5 separate regions of the Sus scrofa genome follow, and all the other regions are linked to region 3. A link is a contact called in public targeted proximity ligation data. All regions are on one chromosome and are shown on one strand. The core of a region is the stretch at or near the end of the contact, and the rest is flanking DNA. Distances in the headings are between cores, read along the strand shown.

What was found.
Region 1: a targeted proximity ligation map of alveolar macrophages shows a contact between it and region 3. A contact is called at or near these places in 3 of 47 Hi-C or Micro-C datasets (embryonic fibroblasts and skeletal muscle) and 1 of 2 datasets of targeted methods (alveolar macrophages).
Region 2: a targeted proximity ligation map of alveolar macrophages shows a contact between it and region 3. A contact is called at or near these places in 10 of 47 Hi-C or Micro-C datasets (brain, embryonic fibroblasts, fibroblasts and 6 more) and 2 of 2 datasets of targeted methods (alveolar macrophages and skeletal muscle).
Region 4: a targeted proximity ligation map of alveolar macrophages shows a contact between it and region 3. A contact is called at or near these places in 3 of 47 Hi-C or Micro-C datasets (embryonic fibroblasts and skeletal muscle) and 1 of 2 datasets of targeted methods (alveolar macrophages).
Region 5: a contact with region 3 is called in a targeted proximity ligation map of alveolar macrophages. A contact is called at or near these places in 2 of 5 promoter capture datasets (fetal liver and liver), 18 of 47 Hi-C or Micro-C datasets (alveolar macrophages, brain, embryonic fibroblasts and 12 more) and 2 of 2 datasets of targeted methods (alveolar macrophages and skeletal muscle).

What each region holds. Positions count from the first base shown.
Region 1 is chr3:79,664,366-79,669,976 of Sscrofa11.1, forward strand. No RefSeq gene overlaps it. Among named protein-coding and RNA genes, the nearest start is that of B3GNT2, 37 kb to the right of the region's middle.
Region 2 is chr3:79,680,953-79,686,363 of Sscrofa11.1, forward strand. All of the region lies in intron 1 of B3GNT2 (N-acetyllactosaminide beta-1,3-N-acetylglucosaminyltransferase 2), which reads right to left. Among named protein-coding and RNA genes, the nearest start is that of B3GNT2, 20 kb to the right of the region's middle.
Region 3 is chr3:79,499,300-79,504,855 of Sscrofa11.1, forward strand. It overlaps LOC106508312 (a long non-coding RNA gene), which reads right to left. Exons shown (of 6, transcript XR_002342643.1): 2 at 2,438-2,598. Among named protein-coding and RNA genes, the nearest start is that of TMEM17, 86 kb to the left of the region's middle.
Region 4 is chr3:79,638,287-79,643,853 of Sscrofa11.1, forward strand. No RefSeq gene overlaps it. Among named protein-coding and RNA genes, the nearest start is that of B3GNT2, 63 kb to the right of the region's middle.
Region 5 is chr3:79,702,573-79,708,200 of Sscrofa11.1, forward strand. B3GNT2 (N-acetyllactosaminide beta-1,3-N-acetylglucosaminyltransferase 2) reads right to left here and starts at 1,477. Exons shown (of 2, transcript XM_003125112.5): 1 at 1,188-1,477.

The DNA of each region.
Region 1 (5,611 bases), core at 711-3,210, 160 kb after region 3:
AACCTGTGTCCTGGCGCTGCAGAGATGCCATGGATCCTGTGGTGCCACAGCGGGAACTCAAGGGGTAGCTTTTATTTTATTTATTTTTTATTTTTTATTTTTTTTGCCATTTCTTTGGGCCGCTCCTGCGGCATATGGAGGTTCCCAGGCTAGGGGCTGAATCGGAGCTGTAGCCGCTGGCCTACGCCAGAGCCACAGCAACGCAGTTTTGTTTTTTTGTTTTTTTGTGTTTTTTTTTGCCATTTCTTTGGGCCGCTCCTGCGGCATAGGGAGGTTCCCAGGCTAGGGGTCGAATCGGAGCTGTAGCCGAAGGGGTAGCTTTTATATCCTATAACACAAAGCAGGAAAGGAATCTGACTAGGAACAATGAGGTTTCGGGTTCAAGCCCCGGCCTCACTCAGTGGGTTAATGATCCAGCATTGCCATGAGCTGCGGTGTAGGTCTCAGACACAGCTCGGATCTGGCTGTGACTGTGGTGTAGGCTGGCAGCTGTAGCTTTGATTAGACCCCTAGCCTGGGAGCCTCCATATGCCGACGGTACAGCCCTAAAAAGCAAAAATAATAATAAAAAATAAAAAAAACACAAAACATACTAAATGGCAATTTGGAAATCAGTTGTTCACTTAATGTCTTGAACACTTTAATTACTTAGTTCTCTTCCCGTGTTGTTTCTGGTACCATTGTTTCCTAAGGCAAACCACTCCTTAATCTTGGCTCCCCGGCTCAGAGTTTTGTGCACTCGGTAACATCTTTGGTCTCGTAGTCCAGTTTTCCTAGTAACTTTGTTAATGTGTTGTGAATGACGGAAGATTTGAGGATGTCATGTATATGATATTAACTTGTGAATTCATGGGACATATAACAGCAGATCAGTATCTGAAGGTACTGGTACTTGATATCCTGTTAAGGAAAAGTGGCCTCCAAATTTGAAGCTGGAAAGTCACCAGAACAACTATATGAGGTTTTAGATTTGGGTTGCATATAGTAAGATTGTGTACAAACTGAAATGCCCGTGTACTGATTCTTAAAACAACCCAAAAAATTCTCAGGTACGAAAGAAAAAAAATCTGGAGGGTGTAAATGCTAGGACAGCCCCTATGTTGAGCAGGTACTCAGCTGCAGGGCGGTGCCAGCTCCTTCTAATAAGCACTTGTACAATTTCTGGAGGTGGGACCAGCAAGACAGGCTGTGAAGTGCTCCTCCCCTGCCTCTCGGGCCAGCGGGCTCTCCCTGGGTTTGTCCTGCATCTTCTGTTCATCCCGTTCGTCTTCTTCCATCCAGCAGGACTCCATGAGTGAGAAGGTTCTCCAGCTTTCCCGACCAGGCATCACAACCCCTCCTTCTTCATTCTTTCCACAGTGACTCACTCGGGGAGGCTTTTGCAATCAAATAAATAAAGGCATTTCCCACCAGCTTTAAGCCCAACAACTTCGCCCCTCAATGTCCACCGCTCATGTCTCACATCCCACAAGCAGAAAAATCCATGTGAGATTATTGCTCGTGAGGAGGCTTGGGTTGCCCATGCGTGATCGTTTTCTGGCTTTTCTCCCTTGGCCTCTCTTTTCTCCCTTGGCCTCTCCCAGCCAGGAGGGCAAGAGCGGATCAGAGGCTCCAGGTGTGCGGGGGGGCCCCCAGGTTCCAACGGGAAGGACAGACAGGACTTGAGCCTTGTCACTGTTTTGGATCCTGAAACCTGTCGTCTGACCCTGGGGCTCTGCATGGTTAGGTTTCCTGCTAGGCTCCTCCAACCTGGCCCCCGGCTAACTCTTCGATGTGCCAACAAAGTTCTCTGTTTCCATTCTCCTCTCTACCCACAGACGGGAAATAAATTACCTAATGATTAGTTAACAACCCATGACTCTGTCTCATTTTGCAATGAAGTAGGACAAGTAGGAAAAGGCATTCTGAGCCCAGTCCCTTGAAGCCTTGAACACGAGGAGGAAAAGTCCAGTGATTCAAAGGAAGTGAGAGCCAGGCCTTTCTCTGGGGCCCGGGGAGAAGCTGGGTGGGGCCAGACTGAGCTGGGAAGGCCTGGCCTCTTCCTACCCACTCAGGAAATTTTGGCAGCTGAAGGGCTACTGGCCTGGGCAGCGTTGAGTGTCTGTGAAAAAGCCCGAGGGCCCTCTAGCCTGGGCCATCCCCACCCCCACCCCGCCCCTCAGTAGCTTCAGCTGCTGAGCTATACAGAGGGGGAGACAGCTCTGTCCCAGGCCCTTTCAGGCCAGCGCCAGTTGTCATCACGAAAATAAAGACAAACAAGGGAGGGAAGGAGAGGCCTCACTCCAAGGCGGTCAGAGGAGGGTCAGGGTGCTTGAGGCTGAACAGGGTGGGTATTAGCAAGGTCAAGGCAAGGCAGGGAGGGCTCTGATCCCAACAAAAAAAAGAAATTGCCCCTTGATATTAATATTCTTTCCTTTTTTGCTTTTGCTATTTTAGGGCCGTACCCAGGGCACACGGAGGTTCCCAGGCCAGGGGTCAGATCAGAGCTGTATCCGCCGGTCTACGCCAGAGCCACAGCAATGCAGGATCCAAGCCTTGTCTGCGACCTACACCACAACTAACAGCAACGCTGGATCCTTAACCCACTGAGAGAGGGCAGGGATCAAACCCACATCCTCATGGATACTAGTCGGGATTGTTAACTGCTGAACCACAAAGAGAACTTCCTTAATATTCTTTCTTGACCTGAAATCCAGTTCCAGGTGGCTTAGCACACACTTCTACTGGCTGCCCTCCTTCCTCGCATCATTTTGCCATGGACTATGGACCCTCTTGCACTAGAATCAGAGTGCTCTGATCCCAACAAAAAAGAAACTGTCCCTTGATACTAATATTCTTTCCTTTTTTTTCTTTGCTATTTTAGGGCCGCACCCACAGCATATGGAAGCTCCCAGGCTAGGGGTCAAATCTGAGCGACAGCTGCTGGCCTATGCCAGCAATGTAAGATCCGAGCCGTGTCTGCGACCTACACCACAGATAATGGCAATGTTGGATCCTTAATCCAAGGAGTGAGGCCAGGGATCCAACCTACATCCTCATGGATCCTAGTTGGATTTGTTAACCACTGAGTCACAAAGGGAACCCTTCCTTTTTTTTTTTTTTTTTTTTTTTGGTCTGTGCCTCTGCATGTGAAAGTTCTCTGGCCAGGGAGTGAACCCCAAGCTGCTGCAGTGACAACACCAGAACTTTAACAAGCTGTGCCACAAGGGAACTCCTAGAATCCGCCTCTTAAGGTCTGTTTCTGGAAGAACCCCAACCAAGGGTAGGATAATATTTTTTTCATTTTGACATAGTTCCTTTAAAAGGGGAGGGGGTTGAAATTGGTGCCAGGATCAGGATTACTGATGGCCATTTCCATAGAATGGTTAGGAAAGCCAGTCTGGGAAGGGCGTGGATGATGAACTGGAAGAGAGTGTTAGCTGAAGACAGGATGAGCATGGGCACGACAGAAGATGGTAGGATCCCAGAGCAACGAGTGAGCCCATGCTGACACTGAGGCCGCAAGTTGTTCATGGGGTCGGCCTGCTGCTTGCATAGGAGGAAAGGGCACTTCCCCGAAGCAGGGCAGCTGTCAGGAAGCTGCAAGCACCCCTGTTCACCTGCCAGGCCCCTGACTTGGAAATAAGCCCTTGGATTAGAATCAAATTAAAAGCTCTACTTGTGCTGCTTCAGCACAATCAATACATCCCCTTTTACACACACAACAGACAGGAGGAAAACCACTGCCAGAGCTCAGAAGCCACTACCATGGTTGCCTGAGCGAACATTTCTAAACACAGATCAAAGTGACAGAAGAAGGAAAGAAACCTCAACAGAGCTCCATCTTCAATTTAAGAGTGTATGTGTGTATACTAATGCCGTATTTCAATTAAATTCTAAGATGAAGTATGTCACATTTTAACACTTCCGCAATGAGTCATATGATACAATTGTTACAAATCATATTGAACTGGTCTTTAAACTTATGTAAAAGGTGTTGCATCTTACAATTAATAAGTACAGCATTTCACACATGATGTGAAGAAACAAGATTTTACGGGCTCCTTACAGACAAAAAAGTGCCTCATTCTCAGCCTCTACCTTTTAAGATGATTTTAAGGGCAAACACCCTTCCTTTCACGTGAGACTTGAATAAATCATGATAACTAATTTCTCAGATTTATTGGTTTTTGTTTGTTTGTTTGGTTTGGTTTGGTTTGTCTTTTTGCCTTTTCCTAGGGCCGCTCCCTCAGCATATGGAGGTTCCCAGGCTAGGGGTCGAATCGGAGCTGTAGCCACCAGCCTAACACCAGAGCCACAGCAATGCAGGATCCGAGCCATGTCTGCAACCCACACCACAGCTCACAGCAACACCGGACCGTTAACCCACCAAGCAAGGCCAGGGATCGAACCTGTAACCTCATGGTTCCTAGTTGGATTCGTAACCACTGTGCCACAACAGGAACTCCTCAGATTTATTGTTTAATTAAAGTTCAATTTCAAAATTATCTGGCAGATGACCCTAGCATTTATTTATTTATTATGTTTGCTTTTTAGGGCTGCACCCGAGGCATATGGAGGTTCCCAGGCGAGGGGTCTAATCAGCTGCAGCTGACGGCCTACCCCACAGCCACAGCCACAGCCACAGCCATTCGGGATCCAAGCCACGTCTGTGACCTACACCACAGCTCACAGCAACACAGGATCCTTAACCCACTGAGCAAGGCAAAGGATCGAACCCGCAACCTCATGGTTCCTAGTCGGATTCGTTTCCACTGTGCCACGATGGGAACTCTGACCCTAGCATTTAAAAAAGAAAGCCAATATAGAATTAACATAAAGGAAAAACTAATTTATCTTATATAATCTATACAGCCCAGCACATGGAAGTATTTGTTATCCTGTTCTAAACAAGAATTTTTATTTCATCTGACATTTTTCTTAAGGCAGAGAGATCACAGAGAAGTTAAATTCTGGCCCAATTAAAAGCTTCATTCATTTCAGCTTTCCTGGAAGTGAAAATAAGCCATCCTTTCCTCAATAAATGCATTTTCTCTTTCTGCATCTGAGGGAGCCACGACAACCCAGGACAGACATTCCAGACCACACCGATCAGGGTAGAGAAGTAGGAAGGAGGTGGCCACTTTCAGGTGCCTTTAATTCTGGATTCAGCTTCAAGTGTGACTCAAATTTCCTGCCCTTCTTTTCCATTCTCCCTTGACCAACTCAAGAAAGGAAACCAGGGTCGGGGTGGAAATGAGCCATTCTGATATCTTTCATCCTTTTCCTCTTAGGGCCTGGTTGGGTTTATGAAAAGTCCAAACTCAGGCAATGCTCATTTAGCCTTTTTGACCTTCAAACTCAAAAATCAACATGACTTGGAGTAACCATGAAAAAGGTCCAAACACCAGTTTCCACGGAGGCCTCAGCTGTTGAACTGTTCTCTAAGAATGAATCAAACTGTGCTGCTTACATTCCAAGAGATGGATGCTTGGGGGAGAACCCATCTCATGGGCACGGAGAGGGCTTCACGGATTTAAGGATCCATCAATATCAAAACAGAGCCCAAGCATTTGGAAAGCTCTAAAAACCCTTTGCCAAAAGCCCGTGAGGTTGATGACCAGTGTAGTGG
Region 2 (5,411 bases), core at 1,834-4,333, 180 kb after region 3:
GGGTTCGGTCCCTGCCCCTGCTCAGCGGGTTAACGATCCGGCGTTGCCGTGAGCTGTGGTGTAGGTTGCAGACGCGGCTCGGATCCTACGTTGCTGTGGCTCTGGCGTAGGCCGGTGGCTACAGTTCCGATTCAACCCCTAGCCTGGGAACCTCCATATGCCGCGGGAGCGGCCCAAAGAAATAGCAAAAAGACAAAAAAAAAAAAAAAAAAATTAACTTAACAATTTTAAAGCTTTATATTTATACATTTGAACCCTCAAAACTACCATCAGTCGAAGTCAGATATGGGAGGTAGGGCAGGATCATGTAAAATTTACCGATAATTCCACAGTCATTTCATTTTCTACAGTCCAAACAATTCCAGTGTTGCCACTGCTGGACACTAGACTGGGAACCACTGAAGAGGATGATCCTAAAAGGCTCCCTCCAGTTCCGAAAGCAAAGCACTGGCCAGAAGACATTTTAAGGTGGCCACAGACAGCCCTGAGGACTCACTCTCACAAAACTCCAAGTCAGGGACTGACTCCCCCATCCAAGGGGCTCAGGCATGTTGGCAGATGGTCAGGGACAGAGCCAGCAACCACACCCAGGCCCAATCCAGAACCTGCGCCCAAGACTGCCTAGGGTTCCCTCCCGCCCCCTGTACCAAAGTTAAGGATAAAAGAACGAACGGCAAGACTAAGTCAGACAGTGAAAGACAAACATCATGTAAGATCACCTGTATATGGAATCCAAAAAAAAAAAAAAAAAGAACACAAACAAACTTATTTGAGGAACAGAAACAGAGCCACCACACACTTTGAAACACTTATGATTAACAAAGGGGACAGGCGGGTGGGAGGGACAGACTGGGGGTTTGGGATTGGCATCTGCACACTGAGGTATATGGAGTGATTGGCCAATGGGGACCTGCTGTACAGCACAGGGAACTCTATCCAATAGTCTGTGATGATTTATGTGGGAAAAGAATCTGAAAGACAATGGATGCGTGTAAAAGAAAGAAAAGAAAGGAGGGAGGCAGGCAGGCAGACAGAAAAAGAAAGGCGAGCCCTTCTCATGAAATGAACTGACCAGCCACTCCATCCAGTCAGGCTGAGGCTTGGAGGCTGGAAATCCAAGCTCCTTAGCTAGCAGCCTCCTCAGCTAGCAGCCTCCTCCACTTCACGTCCAGGGTAATCTGCTTCCTGCTCACTCTCCTGTGCAAACGGGACACACGAATCCTCCAAGAGACAAAGAGCCCTGGCCCCCTGCCATATCAGGGGGCAGAGGACCTGTACGTCATCCTGCCTGCACAACCTCCCCTGCCCTCACTCTAGAAGCCTGGCCAGAGTGGCTTTCCTAAATCCTTACCTCCCTCCCAGGCTGCTCACATCTGTTGCCTGGTCCTTGCCAGGCCTTTCCAGGTTCTGCTCAGATAAAGAGACAGGGACAGCTTGCAGCTAAGCGGTTCCGGGGGAGAGAACCTACCTCCTGGCACTCAGGGCAGACAGTGCGGCGATCAGAGTGTGAGTGCAGCTGCTCGGTGGGGACCAGAAGAGCTGGGCCAGCCCTAGAGCCTGTTCCTTCACAGGAGCAAGAAGCCTGGCCTGGGTTCTTAACCAGGGCCCAAGAGCCCCAGGCCTCCCCAAACACCCGGCACAGATAGAGAACGTGTCTGACTGCGTTCTGGTCTCTAAGTCATAGAACATCTACCAGCTAAATTCAAGGAATTGAGTTTGTAGTCAGTAATAATTCCCTTCATGTTCAAAATGTAAAGGAAAAAGGACATGTGGTCAATCTGTTTACCTACATGTTGCCACAGGCAACATTATATACACACCAAAGTGTCTGAGGCACCTTCTGGTCTCCATGGATTACATAGGTCCCCAAGCCTAGTGTGATTGATCTTTCTCAAATGGTTCTTATCATTTAAAATAAAATCAATCACCAAGTCCAATCCTCAGATAAACACAGACAGAACTTAGAGAAAAAGAGGAAGAAAATTTAGTAAACGGGAATCAGCCTTCTCAGAGGCCATCTTGCCCCTGCCTTTAGTAAAACTGGCAAGAGTTAGAGATCTTCAGGGTATAAGACTGTGTCATTATAAAACAAGGCTGGTAGATGTTTGAGGAAGAGAATGTCCCAGATCATTTTTCACTTTGGAAAGTCAGAGTCTGGTATCTAGAGTCAAAGTTAAAGTCTGATTATGCTACCTATTACTAGCTGTGTGACCTTATGCAAGTTACTTGACATCTCTGAGTCTCAGTTTCCTTATCTGTCAGATGGGGATGACATAACCTGCCACACCAGTGTGTTAACTACCATGCAATGAGCATTCAAGAGTTTTCCTTCATGGCTTCTGATTCCCACAACAAACGCAAAGCACATTTCTCAAGTTTTAGTGTTCTTGCCTCTTTTATAAATATTCTCACTCTAGAAATCCATCTACCCACCACCTTAAACCATTACCTCCGAAAGGAGGATTACAAGTGGATGCAGTTAACTCCAGATATTAGCTCTAAACCTTGTGGAGTCTCTCTTCCTGGGCCCCTCATCTGCAATGGATCGCTCCTTCCACTTGCCCTTGTAGCAGGACCTTGAGCTGCTTCTTCCCCCAGGAGTCGAAAGTCCCCACTTCCACGCCTCACCTGCACCTCCTCCTCTCCTCTCCCCTCTCCCATTCACACTCTGCCTTTGGCTGCCACGGGAGCCCAACCCCTTCGTTCCCGCAGCTCCGCTACCCACTCTCAGCCCCTGTACCCACATCCCTCGCTCATGCTGCTCCCCCGTTTGGTCACCAGCACACCTCGGCTCCCTCACAGCCTAACTGCAGCCGTGCTATCTTCTACAACTCCTCTCTTCTCCACTCCCGGAGCTCAGGGCCTCATGGACAAGATGAGATGAGGCCCCTTGGATGAGATCTCCTGCCCAAGGATATGCCCCAGCCTGACCACCAGCCTCATTCCTCCAGCCTCCACTCACATGCCCTTCTGGTCCTGGCCAGGGCCCTTTAGGATGCTTGTGCTTCCCCTCACACCACCCCCTGCCAACATCCTCCAACTCCGCAGCAGATACACTTTAACCTCCAACCACAGCAAACACATTTCCCTCTTGCGGAAAGCCCCAGCTCCTCTGTCATCTGCAAGTGCCCTCTGTCTGCTCTGCCTTCCTGAAGAGCTCCTCCTCCTCAATTAGGTCCAGGGTCACTTCTGAAGCTCTCCTCCCAGGAGTTAGGGCATCCTCTGTGATGGAGGTCTCGCACTGTGTCTACCACCATGACCTCTGCACGTGGCATTTGAGAGTCAGTCAGCATTGGCTGAACAAACATATTTTGGTCATATGGTCAAGTTCACTGAATACAGATGTTCAGCAGCAACTAGATTAATTAAATAAACATGCTCTTTCTCTAAAGCGATGACACTGGAAAATCACTTATATGTGTGCTGGTCAGTGACACGTATTAAAAGAAATCTGTCTCACCTTTTTGAATATGCAAGTATAACAGCAGGATTTTCTAAAGTTAGGGAAGGTAAGAATAACAGAAGTGATGAGTCTGTCTACACCTGGGTGGGTTAGGGCAAGATTTGAAATGGCAAACTGGAGTGAAAAGCCCCACCCAGCCCCAGCTGTGTGGGAAGGCAGGTGCGTGGGATTCTGCAGAGCTTCCAGTGCTCCTCTGGCAGCACTCCCCGCCATCGCATCCCCAGACAGAGGAGCTGCCACACCTCCCTCCTGGCGATGGGAGGACCCACAACAGTAGAGGGACAGGGTGACCATGTCTGAAGGAAGGAAGGCCCGTGGGACAGACTGAAAACTCGGGGACATCTACTTACCTAGGTGGAAAACCATCCTAGAAAAGAAATGTTGCAATGGAGCTGAATGTGTTTTGGAAGCCCTTGTTAAGAGCCCATGCATGGATATGGCTCAGTAAGAGTTTCCACTCCAAGCCCCAGAACCTGGGTACAAAGTCTGGCTGGCAGGCTCTCAACAAGCCCTCAGAAAAATCCCTAGATTTCTCTCTGATTCATCCTTCTGTTTTGCTTAGTTGGGGTACATGGGATGTATTTCAGTCTGGGTCCAACCAGGAGGCAAAAACCACACGATAACTTAAGCATGGGAAGTTCAAAAATATGGTAATTGAGTAACTATAAAGATAGACTAGAACCTTAAAGCGTACCCTGTGCCAGATAAAAAGTACCCCCAAAAGGATAAATGTGAAAGATTGGGAGCTTGTTGAAGAAGGTATAGATGGCAGAAAAGTTCCTGGGTGCCCAGGCTAGAGATGGTCCAGTCACTGGGAAAGCAGGAACCACCTTCTAGGGTACTGGCACAAAGTCTGGAACAGAGTACCCATCAGGAGGGTGACAGGGAAACAAAACTGGGACACAGCTGGAAGGGCGCAGAGGGAGTCATATACCTAGGGTATCAGGGGGCCGCTGGAACCAGGACCTGGAGAAGCCTCCCTCTGCAGGAACTTAATACCTCATTGCACGGCCTGGACAAAATGGGCCATACTAAGCACAAAGATAGGTGGCCAGCTCACTAGATGGCCAGAATCACAGGGCTCCCAGTGTGCATACATGTAGGGCTGAAGAGAAGTAGCAACCTGGGCTGGGCCCAGGCTCCCCTTTCTTCCTCAGCTGCCAGAGCTGGACAGAATGCACAGCAGCCAAAAGCTGGAGAACGCTATGGCCTGCAGGTGCCCAGAAGTGTAGGTTCTAGACTCCTGGAACCAGGAAGGAAAATCCTGCAACAGCCTCTTCAGGGCCCTCAAAGTAGAGAAGGCAAAGGAAAAAATATCTGAAGGCCCTGCTCCATTTTCACAGATCAGGCAACAAAGGATAAATTTGGAGCTGACAAGCAACAGCTGAAAACTGGCACAAGTGAGAGATCTCTGCATCACCAATCTGAACTCATCCCCAACCATAAACAGTGCTATCTAAATCTAAAGTTAGAGGGAAAGTGTATAAAGCACGGGTGCTGTACAGTGAATTGATAAGCAATTGATAAGCAATAAATAGACAATGGTCCATTAGTTGACAGCAGAGGACGAGGCAGGACCTGAGTGGGGCTTGAAACATGGTAGGTATCAGAGCTTTGGGGAGAAGCAGGGCAGCCCAGAGCTGGGCTGGGTGCCCAGGGTGTCAGCATGCAGAGACCCACACAGACAGTTTGTGGGCAGATGGGATGAGGCTGCTGGAGAGAATGGACAAGTGCTCTTGGGCCCCAAGCCTCTCTGGGTAAGGGTTCATTGTGTCCACACCTAACTTAACAAATGCTGCTGCTGGAGAGACTGTAGGAACATGTTTCCTTTCACAGCCCCTCTATTGAAACACACATACACAACTAAGTCACACAGGTACAGGAAATAAGGGGAAAATGAAGAAGTCCAAATTGGATGTCTGTGTTGATTACAAATACAGTTGGCTTT
Region 3 (5,556 bases), core at 2,927-5,426:
TTTGCCTTTTCTAGCGGTGCTCCCGCGACACATGGAGGTTCCCAGGCTAGGGGTTGAATCAGAGCTGTAGCCACCAGCCTACGCCAGAGCCACAGCAACGCGGGATCCGAGCCAGGTCTGTGACCTACACCACAGCTCACGGCAACGCTGGATCCTTAACCCACTGAGCAGGCCAGGGATCAAACCCGCAACTTCATGGTTCCTAGTCAGATTCATTAACCACTGGCCACGACGGGAACTCCAACAACTGCTAGATTCTTAACCTGCTGAGCCACAGAACTCCTAGACTTTTTTTTTTCTTCTTATTAGGGCTGCACCCGCAGCATACGGAGGTTCCCAGGCTAGGGGTAGAACTGGAGCTACAGCTGCCAGCCTACACCACAACCACAGCAACACGGGATCCGAGCCGTATCTGTGACCTATACCACAGCTCACGGCAATGCCAGATCCTTAACCCACTGAGCAAGGCCAGGGATTGAACCCACATCCTCCTGGATCCTAGTCAGATTTGTTAACCACTGAGCCATGAAGGGAAATCCAGGAGAACTAGACTTCTAAACTGTGTATACATATATATGTATATATGTGTGTATATATGTCTATATATCGTATATATGTGTATATATATATTACTTTGTTATTAAAACAATTAAATGTTGCTTTTAAAAAAGGAGGGGGAGCAAAACTGAAGCCCTAAGAAATGGGGCAGTTCCATTTTTAGGGAGTTTTATGGGCAACTTCTATTTGAGAATCTAGAAACTGTCATCTTTGTATTGTATGTTAATTAAGCTTCTCCATGGGGATGAAGGGGGAGTCAGCTTCTGGATTCAGAAGAATAGGAGCCAGAAAAGGTCCTGAATGTGGGCCTCGATGTTGGGTCGCATCCTGCAGGCCTATAGGCCCTGTGCTTGTCCAGCTTCAAGGCCCAAGAAAGAGCCCTGCGTCAGAAACAGAGACATCAGTGGTTTAATGGCTGGGGGTGGGGGCGGGGTGCTCTTCCAAGACTGAAGCAAGATCCTGGAGCAACAGCCACCGTGCCCAGCGGACAGGACAGGTAGCAGGAAGCAGGGGAAGGGCAGGGGGAGATTGCCAATTACAGGAGGAATTGGTTGACTCATGGGTTACCAGGGAAATAACCCGAGGGGCACGCCCCTCACCACCCCTTGATAAGAACAATCACTGGCTAGGACCTGGGGCAAGTAAGTAGGAAGGTCATTTAGGCGAATGGGGTGTAGGTGAAGCAGGGACTGGGACAGGTCGAGCAGGGGAGGTAGAGAGAGCAAGAGAACAGTCATCTTGAGAGAACTGACCAGACACTAAGCGTAGCCTCCCGCAGGCTCCGTGGGCCCTAGACAAGTGGATTTCTCTAAAGGGATCTCAGGCTAATGACAGCACTGGCCAGAGGCAGGATACAATTCGGATCTATTCTCAGCCCCAGAATCTAGACCCCTGGACTACCTTGTGTGCCAGCTCCTACAGCTGCTTCTGCTGGAGCCACAACCCCAAGGAGATCACACAGAGGCCTTTGCATCCTTTACCCTTAAGGATTCCTTCTTCCCTGGATATGCACTCTGCCCACGCCCTCGCCTCATTCAGGCCTCTGAACAGATGTCAGCTGCTTATAAACTTCGGGCCTAGTCAATTACTGTCTGAAATAGCCTGACAATCACCCCACTTGATTTCTCTTCCTTACATTTCACACTGCTTCCCATTATGTGATGTATTTACATGCCCAAAGGCTGTCTCCCCAGTTAAAATGCTAAGTGCATGAGCGAGATGTTTTTATTTACAGGCAGTCTCCAGGTCTTAAAGACACTGTCTGGCACATCGTGAGATCACAATAAATATGTGCTGAATAAGTGAATGAATTTTTTTTTTTTTGTCTTTTGAGGGCCACACCTGCAGCATACAGAGGTTCCCAGGCTAAAGGTCTAATCGGAGCTACAGCTGCCGTCCTAGCCACAGCCACAGCAACGCCAGATCCCAGCCGCCTCTACAACGCCAATCCTTAAGCCACTAAACGAGGGCATGGACTGAACCCGAAAGCTCATGGTTCCTAGTCGGATTTGTTTCTGCTGCGCCACAATGGGAACCCCTAAATTAATGTTAAAGTTAGAATTGAGGCATTCCCGTCATGGCTGAGGGGTTAACGAACATGACTAGTATCCATGAGGACGAGGTTCGATCCCTGGCCTCAATCAGTGGGCTAAGGATATGGCATTACCATGAGCTGTGGTGTAGGTCACAGACACAGCTCCGATCCCTCATTGCTGTGGCTGTGATGTAAGCAGCTGTAGCTCCGACTGGGCCCGAGCCTGAGAAATTTTATATGCCTCGGGTGCAGCCCTAAAAAGACAAAAGACAAAAAAAAAAAAAAAAAAAAAAAGAATTGTGTCAAACACCAAACAGGTATTTCATCAGGTAAATAGGGACTCACTTGAGAGGTATGTGGACATGGCTTTGGGGCTATTTGGTGGAGGCTGGGTGGAACGCCAAGATCCACAGCTTGAGCCCCTGCATTTGCAGATGCTATGGGTGCCTCCTTCCTGGTGTGACGTCAGCTCTCATAAAACGCTGGCAGATCACAGCCTGGTAGAACTGGAAAAATCCCGAGAAACTGATGAGAAAACCAAGGCCCAAAGAAGCCTAAGTGGCAGAGCTTGTGTTCTAACCCAGGTGTAGCCCACTCCGGGTCTGCTTTTCTTACCAAAATACGGGCACTGCCCTAGCCATTCCTGGAGCCCTCTCTAACAGTGGGAGGGAGGAAATTGTTTGGAGAGAAATTGCTCCGTAAATCTTCAACCAGTGGGCACTGTGAAAGCAGAAAGCAGGCTCTAAACTATATTTCTTCTGAATTGCTGTAATGTTCTATCAAATGACAACTCTGAACCTTTTTTTTTTTTTTTTTTTTTTTTTTTTTGTCTTTTGAGGGCTGCACCCATGGCACACAGAGGTTCCCAGGCTAGGGATCAAAACAGAGTTGCCGCTGCCGACCTACACCACAGCCACAGCAACGCGGGATCCGAGATGCATCTGCGACCTACACCGCAGCTCATAGCAACGCCCGATCCTTAACGCACTGAGTGAAGCCAGGAATTGAACTTGTATCCTCATGGATACTAGTCAGATTCGTTTCCGCTGAGCCATGATGGAAACGCCAGCTCTGAACTTTCTAAAAAAGCATTATTCAGTAGAATTTTTGGCCACAACGGAAACATTCTACACTTGTGCTGTTCAGTACAGTAGCACTTGACATGTGGCTAGTGTGACTGAGGAAGTGAAATTTACATTATATTTCACGCAATTAATGTACATTTAAGTATAAAGTAATGTATGTGGCTGGTAGGTACTGGTTTTGGACGGTTCCATTCTAGAAACTTGTATATGGAAATCTGAAAATCTGACTTAAAAAAAAAAAAAAAATGGAGTGCCCGTCGTGGAGGTTAACGAATCTGACTAGGAACCATGAGGTTGCTGGTTCGATCCCTGGCCTTGCTCAGTGGGTTAAAGATCCGGCGTCGCCACGAGCTGTGGTGTAGGTCACAGACGCGGCTCGGATCCCGCGTTGCTGTGGCTCTGGCATAGGCTTGGCAGCTACAGGTCCAATTAGACCCCTAGCCTGGGAACCTCCATATGCCGCGGGAGCGGCCAAAGAAATGGCAAAAAGACAAAAAAAAGAAAAAAAAAATGAACATCTGACTTTGGAATATGGCCTGGAGGAAGGGAGAGAGAGAGAGGGAGAAGGAGGAGGGGGAGAGGGAAGGAGGGAGAGAGACAGACATATACAGACATGTTGTAATTCCCCTTAATAACCACAAGATAGCACCATTTCTAAGAGTCTCCACCCTGAACAGCAAACCAGGTAAAATCTTCTAAAGCTGCTTTGGGATTCTAGGTTTCCCTCTCTCCCTCTCTCTCTCCTCTATCTAACTGTCTTCAGTATTTCTTCAAGACACACTCCACTGCCCCCTGATCCTCCCCTCCACACCTTCTTTTTCAATACTGACTTACCAACCTTCTGAGCAATATGACAGAAGAGGCCCTTTTGTGACTTTCAGAGCAACAAAATTCCTGAGACCAATATTTGTCTACACAAAGCGCAGTGGTTGGCTCACTGGGTGTGACCAGAAAGGTTGAAACCACCTGCTTTTTCTTCTCTCTGGGGTCTGCCTGTACTGCCCTAGCCGGCAGCCTGGAGGCTTCAGGGACAGTCTGTGGTCTGACCCTTCCCCTGGCTGTGTTCTCCATACCTCCCAACACGCACATCTTAGGAGCTCCTGCCCTGGGATCTGGTTTCCGGGGGTGGGGTGGGGGGGTGTCATCGGAATGTCTCTGGAGAAACTATAAACACGAACAGAATGTCTCCTGGTGGGGGTTCTGAGCTTCTCCTTTGTATTTTCGCCTGAGGAAAAAGCAGTCAGTGGTTTGGGGATGATGGGTGGAGCTTGCAGTATTTTTCTAAGGTTTTTGTAGATGGGGGATAAATCTCCAGGGATGGGCAGGGCTGCACACTCATTCCAGTACAGCGGGATCAGGGCTAAGAAAACACGAACACAAAGGAAACTTCAAAGCTCTTCCTCGAATCTGAATGGGAAGGGGCCTGCGGAAGGTCGGAAGGTCATGTTCACTTGGCACCAAACCCCTGTTTGCTTCCAGATGGCCAGGCAGCTCTGCAGATCCTTCTACACCCACCCTCTCAGGGAGGTCAGGAGTCAGCAGGGTCCTAAAGGCAAAGACAGAAGCGGAGCCCAGAGATTGGTGTCTGGCTCCAGCTCTTCTTGGGCCCTAAGAGCTGAGACTGGTTTCCTCTTTGCAAAGTGAGCTCAATCACCGAAAGAACGCTCCCCACTTCAGACTGGCCTCTTCCCCTACCCTGGTCAAACCCTGACACAGCTTCTTTGCAGGGAGTGGTAGGGATTACTAATGCTGGAAGGTCACTTAAGGTAATAATTGGAACAATCATTAATTTCTGAGGCCTAAGTGACTCATTTATCTCTGATATGTACAGAGATCAAAGGAGGTTATTTATGGCTTAGAAACAAACCTCCCATTCTTTCCTCTGCTATAATAAATAATAAAGGGCTTCCAAGCCTCCCTTCTTCGCCCATCTCTTCCTGTTGGTCTCTGTCTTTACTGTCCCTTGTACAAAACCAGCCCGCCTCTCCCTTCTCTCTGCTCTCCCCTCTTTAAGAAGCACAGCAGGTCAGGCTGTTCCCTGCCCAGCTTGGAGAGTCGGGGTTGCAGATATGCTAAGAAGTGAGGGGTGCTGATCCCTCTGTCCCAGAGGATGGCAGCAAGCCCTTGACCTCCGCAGGCCCAAGGTGGGCACCAGATGGGCTTGCCCCAGGAATGTGCCATCTTTACTTTGCCTGGATATGTTTGTCAGTGCCGGAGTCAGTCTGCCTGTTTAGGCTGGAAACCTGGCCCTGTCAACTATTGGCTCTGCGGCCTTGGGTGAGTTCCTTAACCTTTCCAAGTCTCAGTTCCCCAGTCTTTAAAATAGGGATAATAACAGCATCTAAGCTGGCTTACAAAAATTGCCAAAGATAAAATATG
Region 4 (5,567 bases), core at 2,240-4,739, 140 kb after region 3:
ACTGTATGCTTGTAGGAGAGCTATGTTTTTAACTTTTTGAAAACTATGCTTTGACATTCTTAACCCAGTCGTGGCAGGCTTTCAAAATGACTTTGCTACACATGAAAGTGAATAAACAGAAGGCATTTAAGAAGCATCAAAACAGTCTGGCTTTTGATCCTATCACAGCTAGGGTGTTGTGTATTTCACACCTTGCCTTGTCCCCAAAGATAACAACTACTGGAGTTCCCGTCGTGGCGCAGTGGTTAACGAATCTGACTAGGAACCATGAGGTTGTGGATTCGATCCCTGGCCTTGCTCAGTGGGTTAAGGATCCAACGTTGCTGTGAGCTGTGGTGTAGGTCGCAGACACGGCTCGGATCCCAAGTTGCTGTGGGTCTGGCGTAGGCCAGCGGCTGTGGCTCTGATTTGACCCCTAGCCTGGGAATTGCCACATGCCGCAGGAAGCAGCCCTAGAAAAGGCAAAAAGAAAATTAATTAATTAATTAATTAAATAAAATAAATAAAAAATTTTTAAAAATAAAATGCAAAATAAAAAATAAAAAGATAACAACTACTTGCTGCAGAAGGCCACACTGACTGCTGGGTTTCTTCCTGGCTCTTCACCATCTGCGCAGACAGGACCCTCTGACTGGCTGCCAAGTCCAGGCCCTCTGGCACCACCAAAATTAGACCACCAGAGAGTCAGTCTACCACTCTGGTCGCCTGGGACTCCTTTTGAGACTTGGGGCTTGATGCTTCCCAGGACAATGAGCAGGACTGTCAAGACTAGCCCTGGCTGTGTCCTCACAGCCCTGGCTGTGTCCTCGCTCCTGTGGACTCTGGCTGGGATTGTTCCGGCACCAGAAGTCAAAGCACATCCTCATTACACCTGACGAGGGCTGCTGGGACAGCCTCAGCCTCAGGGAGTGGCCCTGTCCTTCACCTCTGCATCTAAATGGTTCGACCTTTTCCTTCTTCTGGCCTCACTCAAGTTTCTTTTTCCCAGTGAATGCCTATGTCAGGCACTGGGGCTGTTTCCTTCTCTGGCCCTACCCCCCCAGAACCCAGCTCCCTCTTGATTTCACAGAGCCGTCACTTGTCCAAAGCGGCTGTGTGTGGCCGGCCTTTATAACCACTGGAGAGAGGCCACTTTGCAGCTCTGCCCAGCCACCATGTTCACTATGCCAACCTGGGAGCATTCCTGGGTCTGCCTCTGTGCAGCCTGGATATTAAGTCCTCCACTCTCCTTTCTCTAAACCTCTCCGCCCGCCCTCCCTTCTCTTCCCTGCTGCCCCTGGGCCCCTCCTCTATTCAAAATTCTTCCCGCCTCACTGGGAAGGTGCTGCCCACTCTCCTGGCCTGGGCAAGTCAGTGCCCACCTTGAACACTGAGGCCAGCAAGGGATTCACCCAGACTAAGAAACGTTTCCCCTCAGAAAAAATAAGACATTTCTCTAGAATGGGAAGGTGGCAGCCAGAAATGGAATCTTTGCCATGGCAATAACCCTTTATTTTCTTTTTCTTTTTGCTTTTTTTTTTTTTTTTCCGCTTTTTGATTTTTAGGGTTGCACCCACAGCATATGGAGGTTCCCAGGCTGGGGTCTAATCAGAGCTACATCTGCCAGCCTACGCCACAGCCACAGCAATGCCAGATCCGAGCCACATCTGTGACCTACACCACAGCTCATGGCAATGCTGAATCCTTAACCCGCTGAACGAGGCCAGGGACAGAACCTGCATCCTCATGGATCCTCGTCGGGTTTGTTAACCACTGAGCCACAAAGGGAACTCTTCAATTTTTTTTTTTTTAAATTGGAGTATAGTTGACTTACAGTGCTGCATTACTCCAGTTCTTGTTTTATTTATTTATTTATCTATTTTTCACTATTTAGGGCCACATGTGTGGGATACGGAAGTGCCCAGGCTAGGGGTCAAATCGGAGCTTTAGCTGCCAGCCTACATCACAGACACAGCCACGCAGAATCCCAGCCATGTCTGCAATCTATACCACAGCTCATGGCAATGCCAGATCCTTAACCCACTGATGGAGGTCAGGGATTGAACCCAAGTCCTTGTGGATACTAGTTAGGTTCGTTACCACTGAGCCACAGCAGGAACTCCCAGTTCCTGTTTTAAAGAGCAAACTTTCCTTCTCCCACAACACAAATACATAGCAAAAAGGAGGAAGGGAAGAGGAAAATTTTTTTCTGTCACCTCATTCTCAGGGAAATGACTCCAAATTTTACCATAGTTACATTCTTTCTCTCAGAGTCCCCCTCCTCAAAAAGAAAAAGAAAAAAAAAAAAAAGAGCTAAGAATTACCCTTTAGAGATGAATGTAGTTATCCTCAAGGTCAAGAGGCACAGATCATTTGTATCCTACTCCAGACATGGTCTAAAGGTCTCTTAGCTGAACCACAAAATGACGGGGCCCCCAGAAGCTGCTGAAGTGGTCAGTGCCAAAGTGGCAGCATAGACCTCCTGAGACGGCAAAATATCCTGCACTGGCTGGGGATTCATCAGCTCCTTCCTTCAGACAGCAAAGAATCAGGAACAGTTGAGCAGCACATTGCAATTTCTTAAAATAAAATTAATTTTGGGTTTCATCAAAGCTCCATTTGCAACACAGGCACACCTTATTATATTGTGTTTTTCTTTATTGCACTTTGCAGATACTGCATTTTTTACAAATTGAAGGTTTGTGGCAACCCTGCATCAGGCAAGCCTATCTGTGCCATTTCTCCAACAGCATTTGCTCACTTCGTGTCTCTATGTCACATTTTGGTAATTCTTGAAATGTTTCAAACTTTGTCATTATTATGTTTGTTATGGTATTCCGTGATCAGTGACATTTGATGTTTCTCCTACAACTCCCTGAAGGCTCAGATGATGGTTAGCATTTTTTTTAGTAATAAAGCATTTTGTTTTGTTTTTTTTGTTGTTGTTTTTGTTTTTTTGGGGGGGCTTTTGTCTTTTTTTCTTTAGGGCCACATTGCAGCATATGGAGGTTCCCAGGCTAGGGGTCCAATCGGAGCTGTAGCCGCTGGCCCACGCCAGAGCCACAGCAACACAGGATCCGAGCCACGTCTTCGACCTACACCACAGCTCACAGCAACGCCAGATCCTTAACCCACTAAGTGAGGCCAGGGATCGAACCCAAGTCCTCATGGATGCTAGTTGGATTCATTAACTACAGAGCCACAATGGGAACTCCCCTCATAAAGCATTTTAAAATTAAGGTCTGTACTTTGTGTAAGACATAATGCTACTGCACACTTTAATAGACTACAGTATAGTTTCAACATAATTTTATGTGCACTGGGAAACAGAAAAATTCATGTGACTCACTGTATTGTGGTGGTTTGGAACCCAACCTGCAATGTCTCTGAAATATGCCTGTGTTACGCAAATGTTCTTTACTTCTTATATTGACTCAACTGTCACTAAGGAGACTTGCTTCCCTTTGCACGGAGAGGCTGACCTAAGAAAGCTCAGTGTTAACCTTTCTGCTGACTTTGAATACGGGAGGATCCCAGACTGTATTAGTTTATTCAAGCTGCCATAACAGAATACCATAGACTGGGTGGCTTAAACAAACGGAAATTACTAGAGGCTGGGAAGCTCAAGATGAAGGTGCCAGGGAGGCAGGTTGCCTTCTGAGCGCCTTCTCTTGCCCTGTCCGCAGCCACTGCCTTGCACGTGCTCTCTTCTTTGTGTTACACAGGGAGAGAGAGCTCCCTGGTGTCTCTCATGGGGGCGCTATGGGTGGTAGTATTCCCCCTCATGGGGGCCACACCCTCATGACTTCACTGAACCCTAATCACCTCTCAAAGTCCCCATCTCCAAATACCATCCCATTAGGGGTTGGGGATTCAACCGATGAATCTGGTACAGGGCACGATTCAGTCTGTAGCAAGGTCTCAGCCCTGAGGTGGTCTCTTCAATTCCAGTCATGTGATGTGAAGTGACAATCAAGACCGCAGGTTATATTTTAAACCCTGTGAGGGTGTGCTCTTCCATGATTAGAAATAGGAAAGCATATTAAAAATTATTGCCCTAGTTTCCAAAGTTTTTTTAAATAGTCTTCAGGTACTTCATTAGAATAGAAGGTGGTAGCATTCCTTTGAGTTTCAGTGTGTTTGCCAAATGGCCTTCTTCTGGAGAAAAAGCAATTCATGCCACAGGGAGATGACAGCAAGTTCCTCTGAGTGGTGATCTAAAAATATCACAGAATGCTACATGTTAAAATGCATTAAAATGCGCAATGACTTTCTTTCCGCCCTTTTACATCTCCATTTATGGTCTGTGATTCACAAGAATGCTTCTGTCACTGGAAAAGCATAAAAATCCGATTTCAGCATGGCATTTTTATGGTATTACAACCAGGAAAATATGTAATGGTGAGACAATGGGTGATTCTTTATTCATGGGCCTTTTTTCTTTTGTGTGGGATTACAATGTTAATTGTATCATCATTTATAGAACACGTGTAAATAATGATTGCTAACATTGATTGAATTATTAACATGTGCCAGCAACTTGCCAAGTATTTGCATTCCCTGTCTCTCCCCCCCCCTTTTAGGGCTGTGGCATATGGAAATTCCCAGGCTAGGGGTCAAATCAGAGCTGTAGCTGCCAGCCTACGCCACAGTCACAGCAATGGCAGATCCAAGCCACATCTGTGACCTACACCACAGCCCATGGCAACACCGGATGGTTAACCCACTGATCAAGGCCAGGGATTGAACCTGCATTCTCAAGGATACTAGTTGGGTTCGTTACCACTGAGCCACATCGGGAACTCCTTTCCTGTTTCTTCTAATCCTCATGAAGCCTCACGAGGGGGTCAGCATGATTATCTCTGAGACCACACACATGAAATTAAATGTTAAGTAGCCATAATCGCTTCCTTGCTATTCTCCTTCTAAAGAAGACAGTAGATTACTTGGAGAACTCTTTCTTTTCCTGAATGGAATGTGCTCCTGGGGACAGGAAATGGAGCCACCAAGAGAAGGGGCTAAATTGGAAAGAAGAGATGGAGACTCTGAGGGGCTATAGAAGCGAGAGATTAAGGTGGGGGAGGGGAGAATGAGGAGAAAGGTGAGGGCAGAAATGAGAGGCCCGCAAGGGCTGGCAGGTAGCAGAAGTGGCTGGAGATAAAACAGGAAAATGTCAGGTCACTATAGAGGCAAGGGGAATTTGGGGAAAGAGTGAGATATTTGGAGAGGATTTTTTGAAGTTCTGATACATGAAGTATAATCTATTCCTTTCTCCATAGCTCCAGGAAAACCTCAGCACAGAATCTGTCACATTTCATCTGATCTAAGACACAAGTGACTATAAGATATTATCAATGGCAAATGTATCATTTTATGTGCTAGAAAGGAAAGAAGGAAGGGAAGCTATCAATTACAAGGTCCACGGTGGAAAGGAATCCGACTATGAACCACGAGGTTGCATGTTCAATCCCTGGCCTTGCTCAGTAGGTTAAGGATCCGGCATTGCTGTGGCTATGGTGTAGGCCGGCAGCTGTAGCTTCAATTCAACCCCTAGCCTGGAAACCTCCATATGCCTTGGGTGTGGCCCT
Region 5 (5,628 bases), core at 227-2,726, 200 kb after region 3:
ACAAGCAGAAGCCCATATTCACCAACTGGCTTTGCAATCTGAAATCTACAGCAAGGCTCCAATAAGGGAGCGGTAGGAGAATATGGTATAATTGTTCCAAATTACCATACTACTAAGTTAGGAAGGTTCAGGAGGCCATGGGGGACAGGGATGAAAAGACAAGCATACCACCTTTACTTTTTAAGGAGAGTGTCCTCGCCAACCCAGGTTTCAGGCTCTGACACTTGTAGGGATTATCTAGGCTGCTTCTCCCCTTCTCATAGGAGACAGTGGATTCTGGGGCTTTCCTGAATGGAAAATACTGTGGCCTGGAAATTAAGGTAACTGGGTTTCATTGCCTCCAGAAGGGTCGGCCTGCCGTCCCACGGCAGGCCAGGAAGAGTCCGCACCGATCCAAGACCACCCTGCACGCCAGGTGTTTTACAGAGGCCGGCTCGACGAGCTCCCCAAAGCACCCACCCTTCCCCCTCCCCAGGTTTCGGTCAAGCAGCCTGGTTAATCATTCAACGCGGGCGCCGTGGAATATTTTTGTAGAGGTCACAGCAAAAGGTTCTCTCCCTAAGTTTCACAGAAACCAGCCTTTAGGGACCCAGAGGTGGCAGTGGCAGGCGGATGGGGGTGGGGAGAGACTGCCGGCAGCTCTTTGGCTCACAAAACACCTGATCTCCCCATGCGGCACCAGAGGCAGCGCAGTGCGAGGGTGGGGTGCGGGGGTGCAAGTGCGAAACCTACCACCGCCCCCTCCCCGAAACGCCAGGACAACCCAAATGAGGAGGCCCAGCCTCAGACTCCCCTTCCCAACGCCTGCATCACCCCCGCGCGGGCTCCCCCGGAAGTTGGGGTGCAGTGGGGAGGGAGGGATATTCCTAGGTCCCGGGGCGGGTGTGGAATGGAGCAAGAGGCTCAGAAGGCATGGTACCATGGGTTTCGTTATCCTCTTCCTTCAGGGCAAAGAAGGTGGCGGGGGGCCGAGGGGGAGGACGGGGACACCTAAATGCGGCAGAAGCCACCTAGAGACGGTTTCCTCCGCTGGGGCGTCGGTACGAAGCCGGAACCGGCGAGGAACTGGGTTGTATTGGGGGGGGGGGCGGTGAAGGGGGAGCCAGGAACTAGAGAGCTAGGAGGGAGCGAAGCCAGCCTGGGAGGTGGGAGGGAGGCTGCGGGAGTGTAGACCCGCCCGGCCCTACCTTGTCCGGGAGCAGCTCCTGCTCAGCGGGGCGGGGGCGGGAGATCGCGGCTGCATCCACGTCCCTGCCGCTCCGCGCGGCTCAGCCCGGCGACCGCCGCCGCTCTCGCTCCATGCGTTGCGCCCGCGAAGGGCGGACTGGTGGTGTCGGCGACGGGGTGACTGACTCGGCTCGGCCCGGGCTCGGTTCCGGCACTTGTTGCAGCCACCTCTGCCGCGCCTCACTCACGGCTCGTGGCGTCTCCACCGCCTCCGGACTCCCGGCCCTCCTGGTCCTCGCGGCCCCGCCCCTGCCCGATGCGCCAATCAGGCCGGGCACCGCCCCTCATGTTACCGCCCAGTCTGGCCCGCAGCCCAGAGACCCAAGTTTAGGGAAGGCGCAGCTTCTCCCTGTCTGCCAGGGGCTCCTGGGACCCGCCCAAGCTGATGTTGCTCCTGGTTCCAGGGTCTCTCCATGCCCATACCTGAGAAGCAAAGGATTAAACTAGGGGAAAGGGACCCTAAGAATTAGACCCTCGGTGGGAAAAAGGGCAGCTCGAAGCTCAAAAGAACTATTTTCCAACTCCAGTCTAACCTAAATCCTTCTTGTAGTACCTTTGACGTTGGGAAACTAAGCACATGGCCTGGTGAGGACTCCAGTGGCCTCTTCTGGCCAGAGTGTTTGTGACTGGTTCTAGGCCGAACTGCGACCACCCAAGTGCTTGTGCCAATGTGCCCCAGCAAAACCCTGGGGTTCCACCATGGAAGATGAAGGTAGGGGTTCCTGGGGCCAAAATGGAACTTGACCATTGCTCTCTGACCCTCCAGTACCTGCTGCCACCTCTTAGGTATTCAAATGATGCCTACTTTGAACTGTTACCCGATCTTTATGAAGCCACCCAGTACATGAGGAGAGGGGAGTCTTAGTTCTCTTTGTGGTGTCTTACAGATGGTTTTCTTGAGGTTCCTGGCAAGTCTCAGGACGCCAAAAACGCAGCATGCCTAGAAACTGGGCCTCGAACCCACACCACGGCCCGGATACCTAGGTGCAGCCTTAATGGCCGAGCTGTGATATACATCCCTCAGGCTGGATGGGGAATTGGTGCCTACACCCCCCACACACCCAATGGGACTCTGGGGACCACTGACGCGCCCTCCTATCCCAGTCCCCCAGCGGGCTCGCCAGAGCACTGCATTTTAAGGTGAGCCCAAGATGCTGCTGACACAACTTTGAGGGCCCCAGGTGAGCCCGGTGCAACCGGATGGAGAGGTTGCCCTGGTTTGAAAGATCTAGCACAATCAGTTCTATCCCCCTTACGTACTGCCTGGAGGTAAGCCTCTGGCCAAGAGGCGCACCTGACAGCATCCCCTCTTTTGGTTTTATCTCTCCAGAAAGAAAGCAATCCCCTCTAGATAATCAGACTAAGGAATTAAGAGCACCACACCCTTAATTATTTGCATTTTTCTGGCTTCTGAGGTGGAATTAGCTGAAAGAGAAAGAATTGCTAAAGTAGTAATTTCAGGCACCTTTGAGCTCAGCCTACTCAACCACGTGCCCTTACTCTTAACCAAGCTCAGATTGAAAGAGGGGCAGGTTGTTGCTAGAGGCAAGGAGCCACCTGGGTGTCATCCTCTAGAAACAGGAATTCTATTTTTTTTTTTTTTTTTTTTTTTTTTCTTTTTAGGGCCGCACCAGCAGCATATGGAACTTCCCAGGGCTGGGATCAAATTGGAGTTGCAGCTGCTGGCCCACACCACAGCCACAGCAACACAGGATCCAAGCCGCTGCAGCTATGCCAGATTCTTAACCCCCTGAGCCAGGCCAGAGATAGAACCCGCGTCCTCATGGATACTAGTGGGGCTCATAATCCACTGAGCTAAAGCGGGAACTCCGAAATAGAAATTCTGAGTCACTTCTGGGAAAGTTTTGATTTGCAGTCTTAAGTCCTTTTTGCTTTTATGTTGAGCACATGATTCTCCTAAAATTGCGACATAAAGTCAAAGAAACAGTCGGATTTTTGTATCTTCAAAGAAAAACTTCTGGAAGGATACAGACAGGCTGTTAACCACTATTATCCCAGATGTGGGATTGAGGGAGATGAATTTTATACCCTTATTGACTTTGAATTTTTTTTCCAGTTATATTAACTTCCATAATTTAGAAAACAAATAAAACATCTTCAAATAAATAAAAATATTAGAAATTGTTTAAGAACGCTGCAGAAAGTATAAGCTAATAAACAAATGAAGCCTATGTCTTTCCATGTCAAAATAATTAATCCTGAACCCCTGTTCCTTGGTTTAAATAAAAATATCTCTAGGCTACTCTTCTGATCTTTAAACGCTGTGATGGGACAAGACTAACATCTGAAGATTTTTTTTTTCCCCGCCATCAGATCAGGAAAAATCTGATTGTTTCTACACATATGTGTCTTCCTTTTAAATGCATTCCTAGTAGCCACAGACATACTTTCAGGGCCTGCCAGCCAACTGGTTTTTAGTAGAGGAGCTGCTACAATGTCAGCTGGCAACCAACAAGGAAATTAAGCTCTATCCTCTGCAGCTGCCAAAAACTGCCCAGGCCCTGAAATTAAAAAATAAAGGCATTCTCTCCATAGTGCCATTAATTAATGCAGCTGGGAGTGTATCTGTAACAGTTACACTGTGTCTTCGGGGGAATTACTCAATGCTAAATTCCACTATTTCACTCAGTTACTCAATGCTAAATGCCCACTCGGCTGTAGTTTTGCTCTTGGGTTGGGGCCTGGGCCCATCATCAGTAGGTAAAGATGTATTATTCATTTATTTAACAAAGGATGTGTCGACCACCTCCTAGGTGCATGGCACAGGGCTCAGCACTAGCATGGTGAACACAGCCGACACACTTTTCCCTCTCGGAGCTCACAGTCTAGCTGGAGAGAGAGGAGCTTAACAATTAAATGCACTGTCAATTGTATAATGACAATTGTGATACTGGCCAAAGGGAGTGCAAGGAAGAGGGACCATTTGTCTGGGAGTCCAAGGGGAGGTGACATCTGAGTTGAACTCTGAAGGGTGAGTAGGATTTACTTAGGCAAAGATGAGAGTGGAACAGAGTTCCTGGCTGGTTCCGGCTGCAAAGGGGGGTGAGGGTAGGGGTGGCTTTGAAGAGGAGTTTGGAGAGCTAGGCAGAGACTAGATCATGCAGGGCCTACTATACCATTTTCACACCATCCCTCTGACTGCAATGTGATGAAGGAATAAGGGAGGGGGAGGAGCGGAGTGGAAGGACAGTCAGGAGGCTGTTGCTATAATATAAGTGAAAGGGCTGTTTGTTTAAGCAGTGGAGCAAATGGAAAGATGTAGATACTAACAAGACCTGGGGATTACTTAGCCAAGGAGGAATCAAGGAAAACACCCAGATCGCTGCTTCTTCAAACAGATGGATGGTGGTACCATTTTCTGAGTTGGGGGAACCTTAGGGAAGGGGGATTGAGAAAACCTCCTCAAGGTTCACATTTGGTCAGGGTGGGTTTGAGGCGCCTGTAGGATGTCCACGTGGAGATGTTATGTTGTGTAGGTGGTTGGCTGCAGGGTCTGGTGCTCTGTAGAGAGGCTGGGACTGAAGTAGCTGGTGTAGAGGTGGCAAGAAAGTCATGAGAGTGAGATGGCCTCTGAGGAGAGTATAGAGGGCCTATGACTGAGCTTTAGGAACCCTTATCTTAAGGCTAGACGGAAGCAAACGGGCAGAGAAAGTGGAGGAACAGCCAAAGAGGCAGGAAAAAAAGTAGGAGATTGGGGAAGTGGAGTCTAGAGCCCCGGCAAAGAATGTGTCATAGGAGGCAGTAGCCAACAACACTCAAAGTGGCTGAGAAATGGGGAAATGAGGCCTGAATGCATCCACTGAATTGGGTGACCGTGGTGTCACTGGGAATTTTACAGAGCAGTGACTGTGGAGTGAGAAGGTGGGAGATAAACTGGAGTGGATTGAAAAGTGAGTGAGAGATGAAGAAAGGTACTGACTACCAGCAACTCTTGAAGGGTTTGACTATGAAGGGTCAGAGAGAGAAATAGCTGGAGAAGAATGTTTTGCCAGTAAAGGGTTTATTTTAGTTTACATTTATTTTAGGGTGGAATAAATTGAATGTGTTTAAATGCAGATAAGGACAACTGTATAGAGAAGAGGAAGAAGAAGGTACGGCAGAGAAAGGACAGTGGACAATGAAGGCTCCTGTGATAATGGGAGATAACGGAACCAGAGAGTGGGTGGAAAGCCTTACCTCATGCAGGAGGCCACCTTCTCTATTACAACAGGAGGAAGGAGGTTAGACGTTGATGAACCAGGCAGGTTTGGTATAGAACGTTCAATCCCCCCACCTGATGCCTTCCTCTTGCTCTGGGGAGGGGACTGGGAGAGGGACAAGGACAGGTGAGAGATTTAAAGAGAGTAGAGAAGATTTGACACAGTCATTGCAGAAGGTGGG